Regions from separate parts of the Mus musculus genome. Here region 2 is linked to region 1. A link is a contact called in public HiChIP or PLAC-seq data. All regions are on one chromosome and are shown on one strand. The core of a region is the stretch at or near the end of the contact, and the rest is flanking DNA. Distances in the headings are between cores, read along the strand shown. Region 1 has its middle 81 kb from the start of Gm36899. Region 2 overlaps Ank (progressive ankylosis).

Region 1 (6,005 bases), core at 2,106-4,605:
TTAGACAGGAACAATTCTAGGTTTAAAAAAAAATGAAGGTAGGTTAGTTGATGGGATCGCACCATTTCAAAGCACAAGTCATTTAAGGCAAAGCCATTTTTTTTCTCTGTGTAGCTCTGGCTGTCCTGGAACTCACTTTGTAGACCAGGCTGGCCTCAAACTCAGTAATCTGCCTGCCTCTGCCTCCCGAGTACTGGGATTAAAGGCGTGCGCCACCACGCCCGGCAAAACCTTCTTTCTTTAAGTATACATTTCCCAGATAGTGTGGGTGTGTGTTGGTGACCACAGGCCCAAGTGATAAACAACAACAAGCCTCCAGTTAGATTTCATCATTCTTAGTCAACTCTGGGACAGTGTTAACTAAAAGGGATCTTGTCATCTCTCCAAGCTACACCTCTATGAGACTTGATAAATGTCATGTTGGTGAGCAAGGTGAAGCAACCACACTATATTTAACTTGACAGATGTAAGGAGCTGTCAGGCTGGGGACTTAAAGACAGGCAATCTATTAGTCACTGCCTCTCTGAGTACTTAGGGATCATACAGGTCTCTGGAGACTGCAACATCAGAAAGAAAAACCTCTGAGTCAAGGGCACTATTATTCCTACCGTCAAATAGATTCAGGCTTTCAGTTTGCCTTAGCTGTTATTATTTTTTATTATTGCCTAATGGAACTGAACCAGAGTAAACATGCACGGACCTCATTCCCAGGCATTGCTGGCTGAATAAGAGCACACTAACAAACTCAGTAGGTTATTTTTCAATCAAGCTGACGTCACTGTTTCCAGACTACTGAGTGATCGTGGATTCTGAGAAGTGAAAGATAACCCAGGAAAATGTCTAAGATCAAAGGTACATTTGATTCTATATGATAGGTTTGTATTTTTACAAAGAAAATGAAGGAAATGCCCTTTGTAACTCTGGGTGCCTGGTCTCTGAGCACAGGGGAGGACATCCTCTATGAAATGTGTTCTTTTCGTTCATGCAGAGGGCCTGGGGAGACAGAGGGCATGAAGGTACCTGTTTCAGGATATTACAGCAGGTACACTTCACTTCCTTGTACCTTCAAGCCACACTGCTCTCTGCGAGAAGTTAATTTTCCCTTGGAAGCTGAACAAAATGTTCAATGAGAGGAATACCTACTGTTATCTTTCTAAATTCCAAATCGTAATGAAAGGCTAGCGGCTATCAGAGATCTCCACCTTATCTATATTAAAAGTAAAAACTACAAGTTAGGAAACCTATAAAGAAGCTGGGTATGTGGTGGCATGCTTGTCTGGAGTCTGAGCATTCAGGAGGACGAGGTAGAAGATTGTGAGTTTTAGGCCAGCCTGGGCTACATGGTTTGTGATCATAAAAAGAGAAAGAGCTATAAGAATATCTTCTGGTGGGCTTTGGGAGAAGGGGTGCCTCAGTGGGCCCATGTCAAGGCATCTCTTTCCCATGAGGGACCAGACACATACCGGTATAGTAGAGAATAGAGTTTATTTAGGGCATTGGGGGGTAGTTAAGAGGTAGAGAAAGGGGGGGAGTAGAGAAGTAGAGGCCAGCCATGAGCATGTGGAGAGAGGGGGAGGGGAATAGGGGAGAAAGGGGGCAAGTGGGAAGCAAGAGTAAGAAAGACAAGAGAGTAAGAGAGAAAGAAGGGGCCAAGCAGCTCCTTTTATAGTAGGCCAAGCCTACCTGGCTGTTGCCAGTAACTATGGGTGTGGAGTTTAGACAGAATATCAACACATTGTAGGACCAGTCTCGGAAGAAAGAAAGAGAGAAAGAAAGAAAGAAAGAAAGAAAGAAAGAAAGAAAGAAAGAAAGAAGGAAGGAAGGAGAGAGAGAGAGAGAGAGAGAGAGAGAGAGAGAGAGAGAGAGAGAGAGAAGAGAAGAGAAGGGAAGGGAAGGGAAGAGAAGGGAAGGGAAGGGAAGGGAGAAAGAGAGAAAGACGGAGGAGGGGAGGGGGAGGGGAAGGGGCAGAGGGAAAGGGAGGCAGAGGGGGAGAGGAAGAAGGAGAGGAAGAGGGAAAGGAAGGAAGTGGAGAAAGAGGGACTATAGAAGAAAAAGAAAATTAAAAGATAAGTCAGGTAGGTTGGACATGTAGCTTAGAAGTAGAGTACCCATCTAACACCCACAGAGGCCCTGAATCTGGTCCCAGCACAGCAAGAAAAAAGTGAAAAAGGGAGGAGGGTATTGTACGCATTCGTTACTGCTAGGAAATGCTGAGTGCTTTTCCTCCTGTGCACCTCTTAAGAGTCACTGGCCTTTGTTCCACTTGGGTAAGTCTTAATCATGGCTCATGGTTAAATGACCAGTAGATATTTTTCTAGACAGTTTTTCTGCTTTGTCATAAGCACAATGAGTCGTTCTTGCTGCCACATTAAATGGCCACTCAAGTGTAAAAATTAGTGAAGCCCAAAATACTTAACTCTAAGCTGAGCTAGAAAAAAAAAAAAAAAAAAAGGAAGAAATGTGCTCGGAGGCAAGTTACAGGACAATCTAGGCAGGCCAGCCCACACCAAGAACTTTCCAGAAGATTGGTTCAGCATAAAAGAAAGGCTTTTAGGGTCTCAGACATTTCTTAGAGGAGACTGAACACACTGGAGAGGTTTCTGCATGCTGGCTTGGCTGTAGTTACATATACTACGAACAGCTGCCCCGAAACTGAATTTGTAGGTGAAGATACAAAGTAAACAAACATCTGTCTTATTTACTAAGGAAATAGTTAGAAAATTGCATCCAGAACAGAAACCCACTGACGCTCTTTTTCATCAGATGGGCATTTCCCCCTTTAAAGGGACAGATAGGAAAACTCCCTATACAGTCAGGTGTCATGGAACACTGATATCCGGTGTTCAGTGTTCCATCTGAAGCTACCAACAGTCAGCAAGTTGCCCAGGAAAACATAGCAATGAGGTTTCTGACACAGTTTCTTTCTTGTCAAGACCCTCCCCCCAGGCTCACTATTTTCTGTAATCCTCTGGAAGGTACAACCAGAATCCTCCTGACCACTCACTCCAGCTGTTGACTATCTAGTACAGCTCCCCAGGTGGCTGTTTGCATTCATCTCAATGTCTTTCACTGAAACTGTTGACTCAGTTTAGTTGAAAATCAGACAATGGGTACAGAGTGAAAGACTATTAACCATGGATGGCGTTTTATCCATACCTCAAAACCTTGCCTCTGTTCATAGTTCCCAAAAATCAATATTTGATAAGGATGAAAGGACTATTAATGGGGCTGTCTTTCCACTCTCTGCCTTACCACACTGCAGTAGAAAGACACTGGTATCCCATATGCAGCCTTCTCGCTTGGTGCTGTATTACTGTTGATGCCAGAGATGATGAGTAATCTTCCATACTGAATGGCTTCTTTCTATGTACGAGTCACTGGCTAAACACATTCCAGATGTTGGCTGATTGAATCCTCACCACAACCCAGAGTGTGGCATTGTGATTAAAGGGAGGCACACAGTCTGGGAGACTTAAGTTTTTAACTAGAGATCACCAGAATTTTACCCCAGAGTCTATAGAGTGGTGTTTCTCAACCTTCCTCACACTGACCCTTAAAGTTCCCCATGTTGTGCTGACCCCAACCATAGAATCACTTTTGTGGCTACTTCATAACTGTCATTTTGCTGCTGTCATGATCATAATAGAAATATCTGTGTTTTCCAATGATCTTAGGTGACTCCTGTGGAAGGGTCATTTGATCCCCCAAAGGGGTCATGACCCATAGAACCTATATTCAAAATTCCATGTGCAGATGAGAGAGAACCATGGCATACAGCATCCCCTTTGACAACTTTGATGGATTAGTTGGAGAAATAAACAAATAAAGAGACAACTGTAAAATGTCATTCTTAAGATGCTCCTAACTGCCGGGTGTGGTGGTACAACGCCTTTAATCCCAGCACTCAGGAGGCAGATGCAGGTGGATTTCTGAGTTCGAGGCCAGCCTGTTCTACAAAGTGAGTTCCAGGACAGCCAGGGCTGCACAGAGAAACCCTGTCTTGAAAAACAAAAACAAAACAAAACCAAAAATGCTCCTAACCACCATCAAAGCTCTCAGAGTTCTCAGGATGCCAACTGATGAGTCCACACTAACACCTAGAAAGGCATTAGAGATTCACTTACATTTCCAGAGACTAAGAAGGACCATCCCAAAGACCCACCTGGTTCTTAGGTGACATTGGACAGAAATGAATGGATTCATATTAAGCTTGAAACTCCAGCTTGAAAAAAAAAAATGGAGACATCAACCCATCCTTTATGTCTCTCCAAGGGAAAATCTTCATTGAAATCTCAAAATAATTGTAGCAACAGAACAGGAAATAGAATTTAAGTTTCTCTGAGTCATGACTAACCCACCTGAGTAACCAAGAAGTCTGAAATGGCAGATGTGTTTTACTCTCAGGTGAGCAGCCACACAAAGGGGCAACTCTCCAGAGTTTGGATGGAGCTTGTGTGTCGTTGTGAGGCTCTGGCCTTCCTTCTAGTCTGCCTTACAGGACAGGGCCTTAGTTGGTGATTCCTCCGAACACAGTCTACCCTGAATGGTCAATCACATTTTAATATCAACTTTGTGTTACTACAAAATAGCTCAGGAAATTGACTCATGAAAATAAAAGGTTTACTCACCTCAGAGTCCTTGCTTCAAGTTTAAGACTAGGCAGCCCACTGTTGTGAACGTCAGGTAAGGACAAGGGGTGACATGACAAGAAGTGTGTGTCCAACTAAACCACTCACATCTTAAGAGAGAAGGAGAAGTAGATGGATGAATAAAGGAGAGGGGAGGGGGAGGGAGGGAAAGAGAGAGGGAGGGGGAGAAAGGGAGGGAGGAACAGGAATCCCACAATGTCTTTGAAGTATAAAAGAACACCCAGGGATGAATGACGGAAAGATACCCTCCACCCCATTTCTACTTCTAAAAGCAAGAAGAAACATTTAAAAGGCAGAGAGAATCTTTCCTAAAAGGCACACGTGTATTTAAAGTGACTCTGATTTACACTGTGAAAAGTATTTTCAAAGTGATTTCCTATATGTCCAGTTTCCACCAGCATCCTGGGATTCAGCTAGGACCTGTCCCAAGTTCTCTCCCAAGCAAATGTACTGTGAGTCAGAGAGATCATATGACCTAAGAGACAAGTCCTATGATTTGCATCTCAATGCATTCTCTATTGCATCTATGTATTGAGGTCAGTAGCAAAGTAGGAAAGGCATGATCTTCAACTCCAGCCTGGCCTCCAGTGCTGCAGACTAAGCACTGTGACTTACATCTGTGTGAAGCCGCTGCTCATGGATGCCCTTTGTTGCAGTAACTTGCATATGCTCTAAACCCACAGTGATGCCTGGAGTGGCAGGTAGTACCAACACCCATGGATACTGTATTTCTTCACAGATCAAGGTTAATGAATATATGAAATAACACTAAGGACAGAACTGTTACATGATCCAGATATAACACTCAGGTATATGCCCTAAAGACTCTTAAGTCAGCACACACATGCATACTTGCACATCCATGTGCCTTGTATTACTCTTCAAACGAGCCAGCATATGGGAATAGCCCAGCGTTCATCAACAGAGGCATGAATAAAGAAAATGTGGCACATATGTTCAAAGGAAATTTTTTCACTCATGAAAGAGATGAAATCATAGCACTTTCAGAAACATGCATGCAACTGGAAACCATCCTGTTGTGTGAAATAAGCCACCCAGAAAGACAAAGACAAATGACACCTCTTCACTGATGCATAGGACCTATTGTTATTAGACGCGTTCTCACGCCCGGCCAGGAAGAACACAGCAAACCAAAATCTTCTGCGGCAAAACTTTATTGCTTACATCTTCAGGAGCAAGAGTGTAAGAAGCAAAAGAGAGAGAAAACGAAACCCCGTCCCTATTAAGGAGAATTATCCTTCGCCTAGGACGTGTCACTCCCTGATTGGCTGCAGCCCATCGGCCGAGTTGACGTCACGGGGAAGGCAGAGCACATGGAGTGGAGAACCACCCTCG
Region 2 (6,005 bases), core at 1,607-4,106, 190 kb after region 1:
CAACTTTGAAACTACTCAAAAGGGTATTTTTAGGAAAAAAACCAGAGAAGTTTCTGTTCCAGGAACAGACCTCAGCTTTTGGAGACTGTTAAATGACTTGGAGTCAAAAGATGACTTGAAGCCAGATTTTGGGACTGAGCCTAATCTGCTCAGAGCCAACAGTTCGGGGCTCGAAGGCTCAACCTACCTTCTCTTATGTGGACATACCTTCTCATAGCTGGGCTTGAGTGATGGAGGACACCCCACGCCCCTGAGAGGAGAAGAGCCTTCCTCACTATGATTCATGGCCAATAATTTGAACCTCTGTAAACTTGATCTTTAGCAAGTTTAAAATAATGACAGGATCTGGAGAAATACTTATAACTCTCTCCCAGGCAGATGTTGATTTCTTATGTTTAATCCCAGATCTCTCGGTGTGAGACCACCTTAGACATAAGGATGCAGAAGCCCTTATTGGAAGGAGATTTGGAGATGAGGATTTAAAAGATTTTAATTTTCAGAAAAAGAAACAAGTTAGAATAAGTGACTCTACCCAAGCACAGAGTTTTTTTTACATTATAAGTGACAGTATTTGAATTTGTGGCTCGGTTCAGTCTGTTGATCCAACATCTTGGCTGGAGGAGTTGACGCTAAATTTTCTATGTAAAAATTTATGTAGAAAATGTAAAATTAGGTTGTTCTAAACCGAACCTTTAACTGTCAGGGTGTGTGTGTGTGTGCCTTGTAATATCACATGACACATTAATTCTTCCACATCTACTGGTCGTCTGACTCTCTTGCCATTCACAAGCAAATCTACATAACCTAGAGCTACATTACCCATCCATGATAACCTACGAATCAGCCAATCAGCTGCCACCTCTCACTATGGGGCCTGCTCTGTGTGAGGAAGTGAATTCAGGAGGAGAGTGAGGCAGGGAAACAGCGTTTGCTGCTGTAACATGTTAGCATCCTGCTGTTCATGCTTCCGATCATGCCTCATAGGAGAACAGTCTAGTCTGCAGACCACCTGATCAGTGAGATAAAAGAAAGGTTTGGAATCTTTGGTGGGTCTCAAAGGCCCAGTCCAAAAGAGTAGATTGCCAGATAATTAATCCCCTAAGAACAAGGAGGGAATAGACTGGGATTAGCAACTTGACTGGATCCCCACAAGCTGCTATCTAAAGAAAAGAGGACAAAAATTCACAAGAACTGTATCAAGGGGATGTTTGCTTGTGAGGATGCTGTACAGTAGCCATACAGGAGGGGTTAAAGTGCAAACTAGTGGTCCAGATACGGAGCCAAACACAAAGAATAGGTAGCCATGTGTGTAGTTGCCACTTTGTCAGAACCCACAGTTGCTTTCACATTTGTGACTATTAAGTCCTGTGACAACTAGTGAGTCCTAGAAGGCTGTTCATCTCGATAGACTATGTTGTGAGCATGAGGAGAGGATAGTCTCGAGCAGGCAATGAGGGAGACTTCTCTTGCTGGGGAAGGAACTGGCTAACCTGGGCTGAAAATCCTTACTGATATATGCCCACAAAGCTCTCCCACACGCATGCCCGCGAAACTGTCCCACACACATGCCCATGAAGCTCTCCCACATGCATACCTGCAAAGCTTTTACCACATGCATGCCCACGAAGCTCTCCCTCACGCATGCCCACAATGCTTGTCATACTTCCTGATGGGCTCTAGATTTGGGGCTGAAGTAAAAAAAAAAATCACTCACCAGAGTGGCACATGTCTTCCCAGTCATACTGCCGGGGCACAGGTGTCACAGAAACAGATGTCAGAGCACCTGTTTCCACAACCTAGGCCAGCTCCATAAAAGCCAGTAGATATGGCTGCTAAATTTACAGAATTCTTCTCATTAATTCAAATCTCGTTTGGGGATCCCTTCTCCTTTGAACTCTTCCTGACTCAACAAATCGTGGGTGAACAGAGGATCTCTAACAGCTTCGGCTGCTAACAGTAGACTGGCCTCCATCTGACCTCACAAATGGCCCTTTAAGAGCACTGGGCATTTCTCTTTTTAGATTCTCCACTGCTTTAGTTTTGGGGAGCTGGTGCCAAGAACAGGGCCCCTCTTCTCCAGGAGAAGTGGAAAAGAATCTATGCAAAGCAGGGACTTGGCTGACTTGGGGGCCTTCTCTGGCCCCTTTGTACACAGTGGAGAGAGGCAACGATCCAAATGGATCTTGGCAGGTGGAGCTGGCAAGGCACTTCTGGGCAGTGGACAACCTACGCAGCCATCCCAACACCCCCTGAATGCCAGACCCCATGAAAGTCAGACACTTAGAAAGCAAGGATCATGGGGAGGAGACAGTGGAGAGGGTAAGATGGTGAGAGGGAGGAACGGTCGATTTGTCAGAGACGGGAGGTTGCCACGGGAAGACGGACAGAATGACAGAGGTATAGGTGTGCATAAAACAGCAGGGTGAGGAGCCCCCAAACCAGAAAGCTCTCCCCCACTCCCTGGGATGCTGTGAGCCTTTCCAGTACAGGTTGTGAACGTCAGATGAATTTCTGCAGATGTATAGTTTAGAAACCAGTAAATTAGACATAATGTTTTTTGGCTAAGGTTGGGTTTTGGTGAGCTGACCCATGTTAAGAATGCAAGTGTGGAATGCAAAGGCACTTGGGTCATGCCAAGTTTGGAGGACTGCCAGGCCTCCACACTGTATCCCATTGTTCACATGAGAACCAAGCCCTCAGCTTCAACTAGTCAGAGCTGCTTGGGGAAGAAGGCAGGTGTGAGCTGAGTATGTCACTGCCACCTACGACAGAGGAAGAAGCAGACCCGTTGGAATGCCATAGTAGATACAAGGGCATCTGAGCTCAGGACCTGTTGGAATTTAGGGTCTGGTTCTTCAAAGAGAAGTTATTGATCTCACCCACATGAAAGCCATGCACAGGCGCTCACAGTGGTCTGAAGGACAGGCAGGGACACCTCTCTGGGGCTAACTGCCTAGCGGGTCCAGCCAAATGGGCCAGCTCTGGGTTCAGAGAGGACAAAGCCAAGGTGAAGAGTGATGAGAGACAGTGTCTGTTAACCAGTGGCTCCCGTGTCTGCACATACACTCCTGGCTGCACACACATGCGCACACACGTGTACACAAAACGAAGTTAAAATCGATGTCACTCTGACCTGCCGGAGCCGTGGTGAAGACGAGGGCCTGAAGCAGGAACTGGTATCAGTTAGGTTACTTGCCTGAGCTGTAGTTTATCTGTTAACTCTCTCAGTTAATAAAAAGGAGGGAGACCATGAACATGCCTGGGATTTTCTCCTCTATTTGTCATGGGTTGACGACGTGCATCTGTTCATATGCTGCAATGTTGACCCCCGTCCCAGAAGGCAACCTTATTTGGAAATGGGGTTCAGGTTCTATGGGCAAGCTTGGCCCCAAATCCAGTGTGGCTGGTGTTCTTATAAAAGGGAACATGTGGATGCAGACTCAGAAGCCTTTGGGGCTATCATGAGTTCTCCTGCTGTAGAGGCCTGGCCTCACCCATCCTAATTGTATCCTTACACCTGGGCCACTGTCCCTTCCTATTGCTCTAAAACATCCAGATGTAAATCTTTGGTCACTGTAACCCTGGCAATTTAATCTACTGATGTTCCTCCAAGAAAGCAATCTTTTTGTGGTCACCTGAGGCCACAAGGTTGACTCATCAGACTTCCACTCTCCAGCTTCCATCTCTTTAGTTACATATGACATCTTTGGCACTTAGTTAGGAAGTACTCAGACTGCAGGCAGCTCTGCACCTTCCTCTACAGGGGCTGCACTCAGCCTGCAGGAGGCACTCGGCCTGCCCTTGGGAGCTTCATTGTGTCATGGCTGATGGTTTGTGTAAATCTGAGAGCAACAGTCCCCAAGATTAGATTTAGGTAACTGCTTAGTTTTTATTCTTTTAGTATACTTCCACTGGGTCCTTGCAAAATCCTGCCTCCTGTCTTGAAACTTACAAAATGTATTAGAATATGTCCAATTGCTAATAACATGGCCCATAAATTTGGTACGTTTTAATGAAAAGAGACTTATTTTGGCTCAGAATTCTGTGGTCAAGGTCCTCAAATAGCAGGAGACAGGAGGTATGTTTATGCTTGGGTTTGGTCTTTCCCCAACCAGGGTCCACTCTAACCAATAACTTCCTTGAAGCCCCACCTGAAACACTGTTCAAATTATACATCCACCCACTTAAAGTCTCCCAGTGGAGGTTATGTTTCAGCACATCACCCACCACGGCATGGCACTGCCTACCAAGACTGCACAGGTATCCTCAACTTAATACTGAAGACCAGAATAATCCTAGAGAAAAGTAGCTAGACCAGGAACCCTTTGGCTTGTCCGAGAGTGAGGAAGCGGAAAGATAATTAATATACTTCCAGGAAGCATGTTTGAAGATGTTCTGTGGCTACGAGGAAAAAAAAATATGTTATTAGAACAATTTAAATACAAACCCCAAACCCATCCCGGGAAGCAGATAAGAGAACAGTATTAGGAAGAAGGGACTGGGACCAACCCCACTGAAACCCCGAGAACTGTCAGAGAGACCACAGGATGCTGTGCCTGGCCGCTGCTCTGGTAAGAGCTTTGCCCCTCCCCTTGGAAGCCTGAAACAGATTGATTTCCTTGCTCAGAGCAGGTGAGGACCCAGCGAAACTGAAAGTCAGTATCTGTCTGTCTGTCTGTCTCTCTCTCATATTAACTTGTTGGGCATGGTGGTGCAGAAATGACAGATCTCCTCGTGAGCCTGAAGCCAGCCTGTCTACATAGAAACCAGGAAATGCAGGGCTGGGGATATGGTTACTTGGTGAGCGGCTTCCCTAGCGACACAGAGCCACACCCCTGCACTACACAAACTGGGAGTGGTGACCTATGCCTATAATCCTAGCATGGCGGAGGTAGAAACAGATCGGATCAGAAACTCAGCTCATCCTCGGCTGCTTAGGTTAAAGCCAGCTCAATAAAGACCCTGGGCATCTGGTCCAAAGGCTAAGATGCCACGGGGAACCTTTGCTGCGGTGAGAGATCTCTTGGTCAGGGACAATGTGAAGTACTCAGCACCGTCTTGGGTCAGCAGACGGGGTGTCTGGCTTGAACAGCCAGGGCCTCAGCATGACCCCGTGCAGCTGCCCTTAGAACCCAGGCTGGAGAGGGAGGTGCCCTGGGCTTTGTTCCATGGGTGCTGTTCTCAGAGCTCTGGATCAGATGGGCCACTTTTTCAGACTCAAGTAAGAGGTCTGAACAGCACCACCAAATCGTTCTTAGGGATTGTGTCGTCTCTTCTGAGCCCCCAGAGAATGACAGTATTGGGAAACAGCCTATGTGGCAAATGACAAGAAAACCTGCTTGCCAGTCCCTGAGAGCTGCCAGAGGCCTGCCCTTCTGTGTGGAGAGGGATCTTAACTGACAGCTGTGGAGTGCATTGGCCCTCAGCTAGAACCTGAAGCATTCTGGATCCACCCAGATAGTCTTGCTTCACAGGCCTTCATTTAATCACACCTGTTACCAGAGAAAGTATATTTACTAGTTGAGGGGATTAAGGGGTGTGTATTATCTCTGGGTGGTCCTTATACCTCTAACTACAGGCACTAACAGGTACTTTAGAGAAAAAATAAAGTACAGTAGCCCTCCTTAGCCGCAGATTCTCCTTCTGTGGTTTCAGTTACCTGTGGTCAACCACAGAGCAAAAGCACGATATGGAAAGTTCCAGAAAGTTTATAAGTACAGTTCTGAATAGCAGAGTGAAATCCCGTGCCATCTTGTTTATTCCTGCCCAGTACATGAATCTACCCTTTGTCCAGTGTTACCACCCTGCATGCACTACAGGCGTGTTAGTCACTGTCGGGGTTAATCTTGTCAGCTTCGGTGGCTTGAGAAACACCTGGGTGGTTATTAAAGCACACCTCTGGGTGTGTCTGGGAGTATGTTTCTCTAGAGAGAAAGGGAGGGAGAAAGACCAGACCTGTCCTGAGTTTAAGCATCACCGTGACGTGGGCTGGGGCCGCAGATAGA

The links. HiChIP or PLAC-seq counts read pairs in DNA pulled down with a chosen protein or histone mark.
Region 2: a FOXA1 HiChIP or PLAC-seq map of pancreatic cancer cells shows a contact between it and region 1. The contact joins two enhancer-like sites. A contact is called at or near these places in 1 of 15 datasets of contacts at CTCF or cohesin (the NIH/3T3 cell line), 1 of 115 datasets of contacts at active chromatin or transcription factors (pancreatic cancer cells) and 1 of 9 other capture datasets (pancreatic islet).

What each region holds. Positions count from the first base shown.
Region 1 is chr15:27,378,381-27,384,385 of GRCm38.p6, forward strand. No RefSeq gene overlaps it. Among named protein-coding and RNA genes, the nearest start is that of Gm36899, 81 kb to the right of the region's middle. Within about 2 kb of position 3,356, at least 42 of the 459 cell types and tissues checked have an H3K27ac peak or open chromatin away from gene starts, as enhancers often do. A contact at or near this core is called in pancreatic cancer cells, where this site is marked.
Region 2 is chr15:27,573,440-27,579,444 of GRCm38.p6, forward strand. The region is part of intron 8 of Ank (progressive ankylosis); the gene reads left to right. Among named protein-coding and RNA genes, the nearest start is that of Mir7117, 4.9 kb to the left of the region's middle. Within about 2 kb of position 2,857, at least 47 of the 459 cell types and tissues checked have an H3K27ac peak or open chromatin away from gene starts, as enhancers often do. A contact at or near this core is called in pancreatic cancer cells, where this site is marked.